2 separate regions of the Gossypium arboreum genome follow, and region 2 is linked to region 1. The links are chromatin contacts, called in public Hi-C maps. All regions are on one chromosome and are shown on one strand. Each heading gives the region's core, a stretch centred on a gene start, on an enhancer-like site or on the middle of the called end of the contact. The rest is flanking DNA. Distances are from core to core; before and after follow the strand shown. Region 1 holds the start of LOC108460249 (NAD-dependent malic enzyme 62 kDa isoform, mitochondrial). Region 2 holds the start of LOC108459996 (transcription factor bHLH91-like).

Region 1 (4,720 bases), core at 2,147-4,646:
ATCTTTACCATTAAAATTTTAGGCCTAAAGGTTGCAACATGCGTTAAAATTATGCAAATATATTTTAATTTTAATACTTTGTAATGCTTTTAATATTTTTAATTAAAATAACAGAAAGAGGGGTTTTGAAACCCTTCTCCTGTTTTGATTAGTTGAATAGATCAAGTTTTTTTTTTGGTTCTTTTGCTCAGAGTCTATGGATTTTTTCTCAATCCCTTGATACCAAATTTCTAAACCCATAGATTTCTCAGCCTCTCCTCTATTAATTTTTATCTTAAAATTTCATCCATATCTTCAAACTCATAAACTAAAATTTTTAAAACCCATAGTTTTTGAAGGTTTTAAAACTCATAGTTGAACAAAGTAGAAAACCCAAGACCTATTTTGTTTGAAACTCTTATCTTCCCCAGAATTATTTTGAAGTTATAAAACGTGCTAATCGAAAAGGATTATTTTGAAGAAATTGAAAGTTTCAAACTATAAATGGAGATTAAAATAATATTTGACTTACCGATTCTTTGCTAATCGAAGAGAGGCTTTTGAAGAAATTGAAAAGGTCTTCATATTAAGAAATGGATTTAGGGTACTTGAAGGTTCGGGTTTAAACGGAAGAACAGAATTAAAAAAAAAAAAAAGAAAAGAGAAGATTTTTTTGTTTGTTATATGTAAGCATAAGGAAATTTTTCCATCAAAACATACATCATATATATTTTAAAATTTTATACTTTTATGACCTTTTATAATAAATAATATATATTTTCAAGTTTTCAAAATTATAAATTTTTTGAATATTTAGAATTTGGATTAAATTGATAAAATGCAAATATTAAAAGTTGAATTTGTTAAACTTTTAAAATTAAAATCAAATTGACAAAATATACAAAATGTTAAAAGATTAAATTTATTATTATACCAATTTCAAAGCTATCACATCAGCATTTCCTTTAATGACCAAGACATATAACAATAAAGTGATTATTGACGATTTATCTAACGAAAATGAGTAAAATTACAAATTTTTAAAATGGTTAACCAAAATAGGGACACAAATGATTTACCCAAAAAGTTAAATAAAGGAAACACTTGTCACCATTATGATCCTAGTCGGGGTAATTTTATTCTCCACCGTAGTGCACCGGATAACAATACAAAATTATAATGTGAAACATTAAATAAATTGATATATTAAACAAACATAATAAAAGAAATAATAAAATGCATTAAATATGGATAAATAAATACGTAAAAGTATACATAAAACAAATTATTAACTGATAAAAAATCATACAAATTTATAATGATAAATCTATAATAATATTGTAAACATATAAAATATAACACTAAAATAAAACTACGAAGTTTACGTTCATTGTATGTCATGTGGCAACAACTTATGTTGCATACATACATATAGATATTTAACTGTTAAGACCTATTAACAAGAAGTAAACATCCATCCGGCAAGCAGGGAAGATAGTATTTAAATGAATCAATTACATGTGACTCCATATGAGCAGCAGTTGAATCATTTTAAATTCCTACAAATATATAGGTAAAGCTGCAAGAGGACGATTCTATTTACATGCTAGTACTAGAATCATATAAGCCACTTAGAGATCAAGACAAGATAATATAAAATATGTCTAGAGCACATGGTTCTGTCAGATTAAACTTCTATTCGCCTAACATACATAACCTGATATACACTCCTTATATTGTCGTTATTCTGTATATATATACCAGAGTCTATATGTAATATTTGGTTTGCTCGACGAGCATGCTGTAATAGACTTGGACAGACTTTTACACTACCTCAAGATCAAGTATAGGGCAACTTACAAATGGTTTCTTTCCTTGCACTTGTTCTCCAGCTTGAAATGCACATGAGATGACACCAGGGTTCAGCTGTTTTCATTTGGATGACCTTCAACACTGGTCATTTGAATTATGATCATTAGCTTGACAGTTCACAATTGCAGGCTGACAATTTCCTTCCAAGGATATGCTCACTTTCTCACTTCCACCAATGCTTGCATGTGATGATGATGAACCTGGATGTGGATGGAAGCATGGCAAATCGGTCTGACATTGTAGACTAATTGTATCACCAATGGACTGCACCCCGCAATCACCTTCCTTCAAAATAGTGGCATTGGCACACTGTTTGTGGAAGGGGAAAACACCCAACTCGCTATCAACCTTTGCTCTAATGCCTACCAAAAGGCTTCGCAGCCTCAAAACCTCTGCTTCAAGGATGGTCTGTCCTTGTAATTTTCTAACAAGTTGCTGGTTCAGTGATCGCAATTTCTTCACTTCCTCTTCAAGATAAGCAGTGTGTGCCTTCTTTTTCTCTCTATATTTCCGAACTGCTTCTCTGTTCCCCAAAGACCTTCTTGGTTTCAAATTCAAACCAGAGCGGGCTTTATTGTTGTGGTAATCATCATCTTCAGATGTAAGAAGTTGGGTATGCGTATGGTAGCATGTATGTGAATGTGCAACATCAGGGCCCGGTGGATTACAAGTGTGAGTGTGAGAACATGTTCTGGTATTCTTCAAGTATTCATCAATGATTAAATCTACGGATGTTGAATCCTGAAAATTGGTGGATGGAACAGTGTTTGATAGTAGGACATGGTCTGAAAGCTCTATCTCCCCATCCTCCATGTTTTCCTTCATTAAACATCAGAAATAGAATTCACATCTGCAAGACACACAGCTCCACCTTTTCCTAGATAAATAAGCAGCAACCTTTATTTTATGCACTAAAGCTACTTCATATTTATCAAAACATTATTAATCAGTAATCCACATGAAAAGAATATATGCGAAGTCACACAAGGATTCCAAACAAATTATATCCATGAATTAGGTCCAGCGCAGAGCATCAAATGCCGCAATCAAGAATATAAGTGGGAAACAACTTGAGAGGAAAAAAGCCCTAATCTCAGCCAAAAACTGGGGGTTTTACAAACAAAAAAGAAATGGTATTTCAGCAATGAAAAGAAAAACCCAGATGGAAAAATCACGCAAAAAGGTTAAATGAAGCATAAAGACAAGATTTTGACATAGAAGTGAATAAGAGCAGAAAAATTTACTCTAAATAAAGTTAAGAGGGGAGATGGTGTTTTTGCTGGGTGGCGTCAAAATAGAGAATGGAATGCCTGACCAGAGGGGCAATAAGAATAAAGCATAGGTTGGCTTGTTTCTCTCTATAGTTTTACTATGCCTCTAGGACTTCCCCACTCACAGACATTTGATAACCCTTTTAAAGAAAATCTTTCTTGTTTCGTTCACCTTGTCAGTTGTCAAGGAGTAGTTTGGCTGCTGTCTGCCTCCCTTCCTATTTCTTTTCTTTGTAATTATCGTTTTCATCTTTAATGGCAATAGTTTGGGCCATAGTCTAACACTGAACTGTAAGACGTGGTTGTAAATGGGCTATGGATAAGAATTTGGCATTGAAGCCTCTGATTATGGGGGCTTTTTTTTTTTTATCTAGATAATAAAAAATTAATTCTGAAAATTGTTTATTTGTAATTTTTTGTGATAAAAAAATCGAATTGATGGAAAATTGAGACAGCTAAGCTCCATCCTCCACTTTTCACTCCCACCAGATCGCGTCTTCTTCTTCCACTATTGGCGCTGTTGTTGTTTCAGAGTTAAGTGTTTGCTGGACAAAAGCAGGAGCATAAAAACATGTCTAACTTTTACAATCAGACGAGAGCAGCCTCGTCTCTGATGAGACGCCTTAAACGAAGCCTCATCAATCCAACTGCTGTCACTCGCCCTAGATGTTTCACCACCGCCGAGGGCCACCGACCTACCCTTGTCCACAAGCGCAGCCTCGATATCCTCCACGATCCATGGTTCAACAAGGTATTACTTCTTTTTCAGTTCCATTACTACGGCCCTGTTCTTGGGCTTCCCTCAATGTCAATCATTTCCATTATTCTCTGGTTTTTGTGCTTCGTTTAGCTTCAAACTTCATAGCTTTTAACCCTTTCAAATGTTTAAATGTTAGGGAACAGCATTTTCCATGACGGAACGAGATCGTCTGGATCTTCGTGGCCTGCTTCCTCCAAATGTAATGTCTTCCGAACAGCAAATTGAACGCTTCAGTAAGTTTTTGTATTGATCAAACAAAGCTTTTTTATCTATGATAATTGTAATTTGAATCTCCATGATTTTCATTTTTATTTTTTGCCTTTTAATTGATTAATTACCAGTGGTTGATTTGAAGAGGCTTGAAGTGCAAGCTAGAGATGGACCATCTGATCCAAATGCGCTTGCCAAGTGGCGGATACTTAATCGCTTGCATGACAGAAATGAGACTATGTACTACAAGGTACAATTCATTTTATCTGCTTTATTGGGATCTCTGTAATGCTTTTCAAGCTAGTTTTAAGCTTCCCCTTCTTCCATCTAATGCTAATCTAATCAATATGTCGTGGTTTGAGTTCAGGGTATGTAGTAAACTTCTTTTCTAATGATAACAGTCTACCAATTACCGTTTACCACCAGAATGGCCATTTCACCTACTTGATGCAGCATCTTAAGGAATAATTCAGTTAAATTTCCGTTGTACTAATTATTTACTTAGTATCTCTCTTCTGTTTTCCTCCGAGTTTCATGTCGCGTCCATTTTTCCAATGACTCCATTATCTTGTCCAGTTAATTATTTAACTTCCTGGTTGTGATATGTCCATCTTTCTGACAGTCTTAC
Region 2 (4,963 bases), core at 2,039-4,538, 130 kb before region 1:
ACGATGAGTGACATTGGTTACAATGACTCAAAATTATTTTTTAAAATTTAACTCAAACAAATATATTCGATTCGATTCGATTCGAATTTCATCTCACTCGACTCGATTCGAGAAAATTTCAAATCAAATTAGGATGATAAAATATGATTCGTCAACTCGATTAACTTAAAATTTTTCATTCGATTTAATTCGATTCGATTGAATGCTCACTCTTAATTGTGTTTGCATAAAAATATATCTGACTTTGATATAGCCATCTACAGTGACAGTCCCACATGCTCCTTGAAAATCTAGTTTAAAGGTAGAAAAAAAAATCATTTACAATCAAACATTTCATTGACAACTAGGGTAGTGAAGTAGTGATCAGAAATAATCTTGGAACTACAACTATAATAATCTAATTTTGTAAGAAACAAAAAACAACTCCAGTTGTCATCAATCAGAACCCAAGAATTAGGCCAAGGAACAAAGATTGATACATGATGGACATATCCCAATCAAGTAGTCAATGGAATAGGAGTAGCATGTAAGACTCAGTCCTACTTTCAATGATCATTGAGGACTCAATGAACTGTAAAGGGAAAGCATTCGGCTTTGGTTCTTGGTGTTTTCAGTTCTTACGCGATCTTAAAATGGTGCCTGGTTCATTGGACCGACCTGAAAATACCAAATTTTCACTAAACGGGGCAACCCATACTTGTAGGAGGATATTTGGTTCACTTATTAACAGTCTAGGTAAACTATACAGTAAAAATCTTCTTTGGGTTATGATGACACTATGTGTAGATTTGAAAAGTCATCTCATTGTAATCCGAGAATAAAATGGATCACCTACCTAAATCCACTCCTATAAGGACGATGATGCAATTTGCAACCAGCTTTCAAGTGGATCAGTACTTTCCGTCTATCATGTTGATCTGTAGTTCATTGGGAGGAAAAACAGCCCAATAATGCATTTTTGGGGGTAAAAGCCCAAGAATGCATATGAAAAAAATTAAAAACCAAATTTTATAATCAAGTAACAAAGCAAAATTCTTTGTTCAACTCCATCACAGCTTGTCATGGTTCTTCTCATTGTTAACCCATACACCTGCATGTTCAGTTATCAGTCAAATTCAGTAATATCTGTTGCTTGCAGGCACCTCTGCAATTCTGAAGGTACTGCAGGGGAAAAAATCGCCACTAGCATCCACTTCACCACCCAATGGCATTTCATTTGAATGAAACTCAGAAACCCAAAAACAAAGAGACCCAATTTTAATACATCAATGATAAACATCCTCACTTCTACAACTGGTTGCTTACACAGATTAGATAGTTTAGATTAAAGTTTGTCTAATATTTATCTCGTGTTTTATTTCTTTCTGTTAATTTCTCAAGCGAAGATCCTAAGTGTAATAATCCATGTCGGAGGAAAGGAAACTAAGCAGTAGCCATCACAACAAATTTCGTTACTAATATAACCACATCCACTGCATATATATTTTTCAGTGCTGCTGATTGCTGACAATAAAATAGCATTATCAAATCCTTAATAGTAATAATCAAAGTAATATGTGATGATAACCGAACAATTGAAGCTACTTCATTTCCCTAGAAAACATAGACATAAATATGAAACTCTTCCTTCACTGAAAAACTAGAGACAAGTGCTACTGGTTGGTGGAGCAGCAGCTGCATCCTGCTTATCCACCACATTAATGAGGTTGTTGGCTATGGCACTTGCATAAACAGAAGAGCCTTCATATATCTGCATCAAGTGGAATTAATTACTGTAAAAATACTAATATGTTCAAAATGTCAAAAGCAATATAATAAGGTAGTAATTACCTTGGTGTTGAAGAGAAAGCTGTAGTAGTCACCAATGTTGCCACCGGCAACATGGTGGAGATCCAACTGAAGCTCATCGAGGAGTCTGGACACAAACAGCAAGCAGTTGATCTTCTTTCTTTGAACAAGTTTGATTGTAACTTCATCATCAATAACGCGTACATCAACCTCAGAATTCTTGGACTTCCTCTGAAGCCAAGAGCTCCTCAAGCAAGTGTTATAGCATTGGTCTGGATCACCTAGACCTAGAAGCTTGCACTCGCCATCCCCTGCATCAGCAGCAGTAGCTGTCTCTTCGGTCTTAAGCCTCTTGCTTCTGTCTTGGCCGCACCTCTTTTTCTCCACCACTAATTTAAGCTCACGAACAGTTCTAAGAAGCTCTTTGATGTAATCTATAGCATCTCCTACTATAGACGCCCTATCATTCTTGGTTGTAAGCGATGAAAATGTGTTTCCCAACGCCAAACAAACATAAAAAGCACCAAAAGGATGAAATTTTTTTTTAGTCCTTATCATTGAAGAAAGAAAGACAAGTTATAAAAGTGGTTAAATGTACGTACCTTAGTGGGGCTAGGGACCATTGTCCTCAAAGCCTGGAACTTGTCATTGAGATGAACTCTCCTTTCTCTCTCCGTTGCAAAGTGTTTGGTGGTTTTGCCAGCTTTATCTCTGCCTTTGGAATGGGCAACCATAGAGATGTCCCTAGTGAACTCGAGAATCCCATTGTCCCCATCATGATAAAGCTCTTTCTCATCAGCTGGCAAGGTGTATCCATGCGGCAGAGATTGCAGCAACTCCCTGAAGACAGGAGGCTGAGGAGTGAGGTTAAGATGGAAAAGTGGGTCACAGACAACAGAGGAGGCAGAGGCGCTTTCGAAGGAAATGGAGGAATTGGGGAGAAAAGAGCATTTAGGTGGTAAATGGAAAAGGTTGAGAAGGTCAGGTGTGGGAGGGTAAGCAGCTTTTGGGGATGAAGAAGATAGCAACATATTGAAACTTTGGTGGTCAGCCGCATCCTGGTTGGATTGTTCATAGGAAAGCTCCGGAGGGATGAAATGGGAATTGGTGGTGGTGGTGTCAAGCAAATGATGCTGTTGGATTTCCATTTGAACAGCGGTGGAGGCATCTTCTTCTTCAAGCTGGTGATGGTTGTAAGAAGAGAGATTGAGATTGTCTTCCAAAATGTCGTGAGTTTGGGTGGTAGTGCCATCAGGGCTAGACAGCCCCCCCATGACCATGAGTGCATGCCAATGTGTCATGGAGTACTGGGGATCAAAGCAACCACTCTCCTGCAAATTCATTGTATTTCTTCTTTTGGCCTTTAAATTAATTAATTGATATTCATAAAGAAAAGGAATGGTAAATATAATATAAGTGTGGAAGGTGGGATAGCTTAGAGGAGAGAGTCAAAACCTGGGTTTGATAATTGATTAGAGTCTGAGTAGAAGGAAGGTTGTTACATGTTATGTCATGCCATTAATGGGGTCCTTTCACAATCATCATATGATATTAATCCCTTTTTTTCATTCACTTATTATTATGGAATTCTATATTATTTATTATATGTGCCAGAAATTATATCTTAAAATAAGTTTTTTTTTTTTTAAATATCTGCACACTTGGACTCTCCAACAAACTTGTTATTTCTTACAATTTTTCTATAGGAAAAATAGTCGAACACATTGCCAACTAAGTCGTTAATATGGTAAAGTGTTCAACTAAATTTTGTTTGATGGCCAAAAAAATTGTTTTAATTTTTAATTTGCGTAGAAATATTTTTAAGATTTTTCAAAATTTAATAGTATTCTTTTTGTGCTATTTTCAACATCCGCAAGATCGAGTTCTTCAAATTCGACATAATTTAAGATTCTCAAAGCCCAATGGTTGGATAGTAGAACACTTGAGGGATGACAGTTTACATGTGGCAATTTCGACGGTGAAGTTCAATATCAATTCGGAGTTGGTGGCTGCCTCGATGGAAAGATGTAGGCTATAGACATTTAGTTTCCATTTCCATGTAAGGAAGCAATCATTAGTCTTAAAGATGTCATTTTAATAACCGACCTTCTTATCGACAAGGATGGGGTGACCAAACTTAGTGGCATCAACACAATGTACGAGTGTTGTTGATTGTTGGGTGCTATGTTGTCGAGGGAGATACTATAGAAGAATTTAGATAGGTGCCGAATGAAGTGCACATGGTTGAATAACCTTGTCAAACTGACCCCTCTTTCACACGTAACCATGGAGGAGATAGATTGATATACCAAGACTTTGATGCTTTGGATGGTTGGAGGGATGTTGTTTCCAGACAAGTCTTGCAATAAATTCCATTTAATGTATTTTCCTCTACCAAACAATTTTAAGGCGGTCGAGAGACTGGTCAGTTGGGGTTCTACTACCTTGGCTTATTTATATAAGGTAGTCCATAAACTAATCAACAAAGTAAACGGATTTTGCTTGCTATTGCAAACATAGTTTTAGATACAAACATTGTGGTTAATGCCCATCTCTTACTAGACGTGGGAGTTCTCTCTTATTAGAAGGTAAAAATATCATACGATAAAATATCTTAATATGTGTTTTAGTACAACCAGTTAAATCCTTTCCCAATTTTATTCAATATTGGAACAAGTTTAGCGATTGGTTGGACCACACCTACTATAGGAGAGACTTGATATGGATGCATTGAGAAATCGATCAACAAGTCGATGAGAATGTATGTTGATGTTGTATTGACATTCAATGAAATTCAATATATATGTTAACAAATAATCAATAATTGTATATTTTTATAGTTCCAATTGATGTTATACCTGGAGAATGAGGTGTTGCCACCTTATTGATGATTGTTTTACAATATAATGTGTTATCCAGAGTGCAAATAGCAATCACTTCTTTCCACATTGTGGAGTGGCGACACCTTATTTGGGTGAAACGATAGTTCGAGCTCATCTAATATATTCCAAGAGATGCCTAGAACATCAATCGACTTTGGAGGATAGATCTGAGGGGGAAAGATCGATATTGGATGGCAGAGCATACAAATTGGGTCCAGATCTAAGGCTGCCAACTGAGCTGAGCATATATGGGGAAATTATTGTTAAGATCTAGTGCCCTAAGTTCAGCATAT

The links. A called contact is a pair of places that touch in the nucleus more often than the background predicts.
Region 2: a Hi-C map of leaf shows a contact between it and region 1, with 4 times the contacts expected there. The contact joins the promoter of LOC108459996 here to the promoter of LOC108460249 in region 1. A contact is called at or near these places in 2 of 5 Hi-C or Micro-C datasets (both in leaf).

Annotation. Positions count from the first base shown.
Region 1 is chr4:21,360,351-21,365,070 of ASM2569848v2, reverse strand. It overlaps LOC108460249 (NAD-dependent malic enzyme 62 kDa isoform, mitochondrial), which reads left to right and starts at 3,396. Exons shown (of 19, transcript XM_017759679.2): 1 at 3,396-3,873; 2 at 4,019-4,115; 3 at 4,224-4,342. The coding sequence starts at 3,694. LOC108460250 (basic leucine zipper 24-like) reads right to left here and starts at 3,402. Exons shown (of 2, transcript XM_017759680.2): 1 at 3,295-3,402; 2 at 1,276-2,670. The coding sequence starts at 3,372. The coding sequence ends at 1,927.
Region 2 is chr4:21,488,952-21,493,914 of ASM2569848v2, reverse strand. It overlaps LOC108459996 (transcription factor bHLH91-like), which reads right to left and starts at 3,288. Exons shown (of 3, transcript XM_017759382.2): 1 at 2,391-3,288; 2 at 1,831-2,256; 3 at 1,447-1,750. The coding sequence starts at 3,131. The coding sequence ends at 1,640.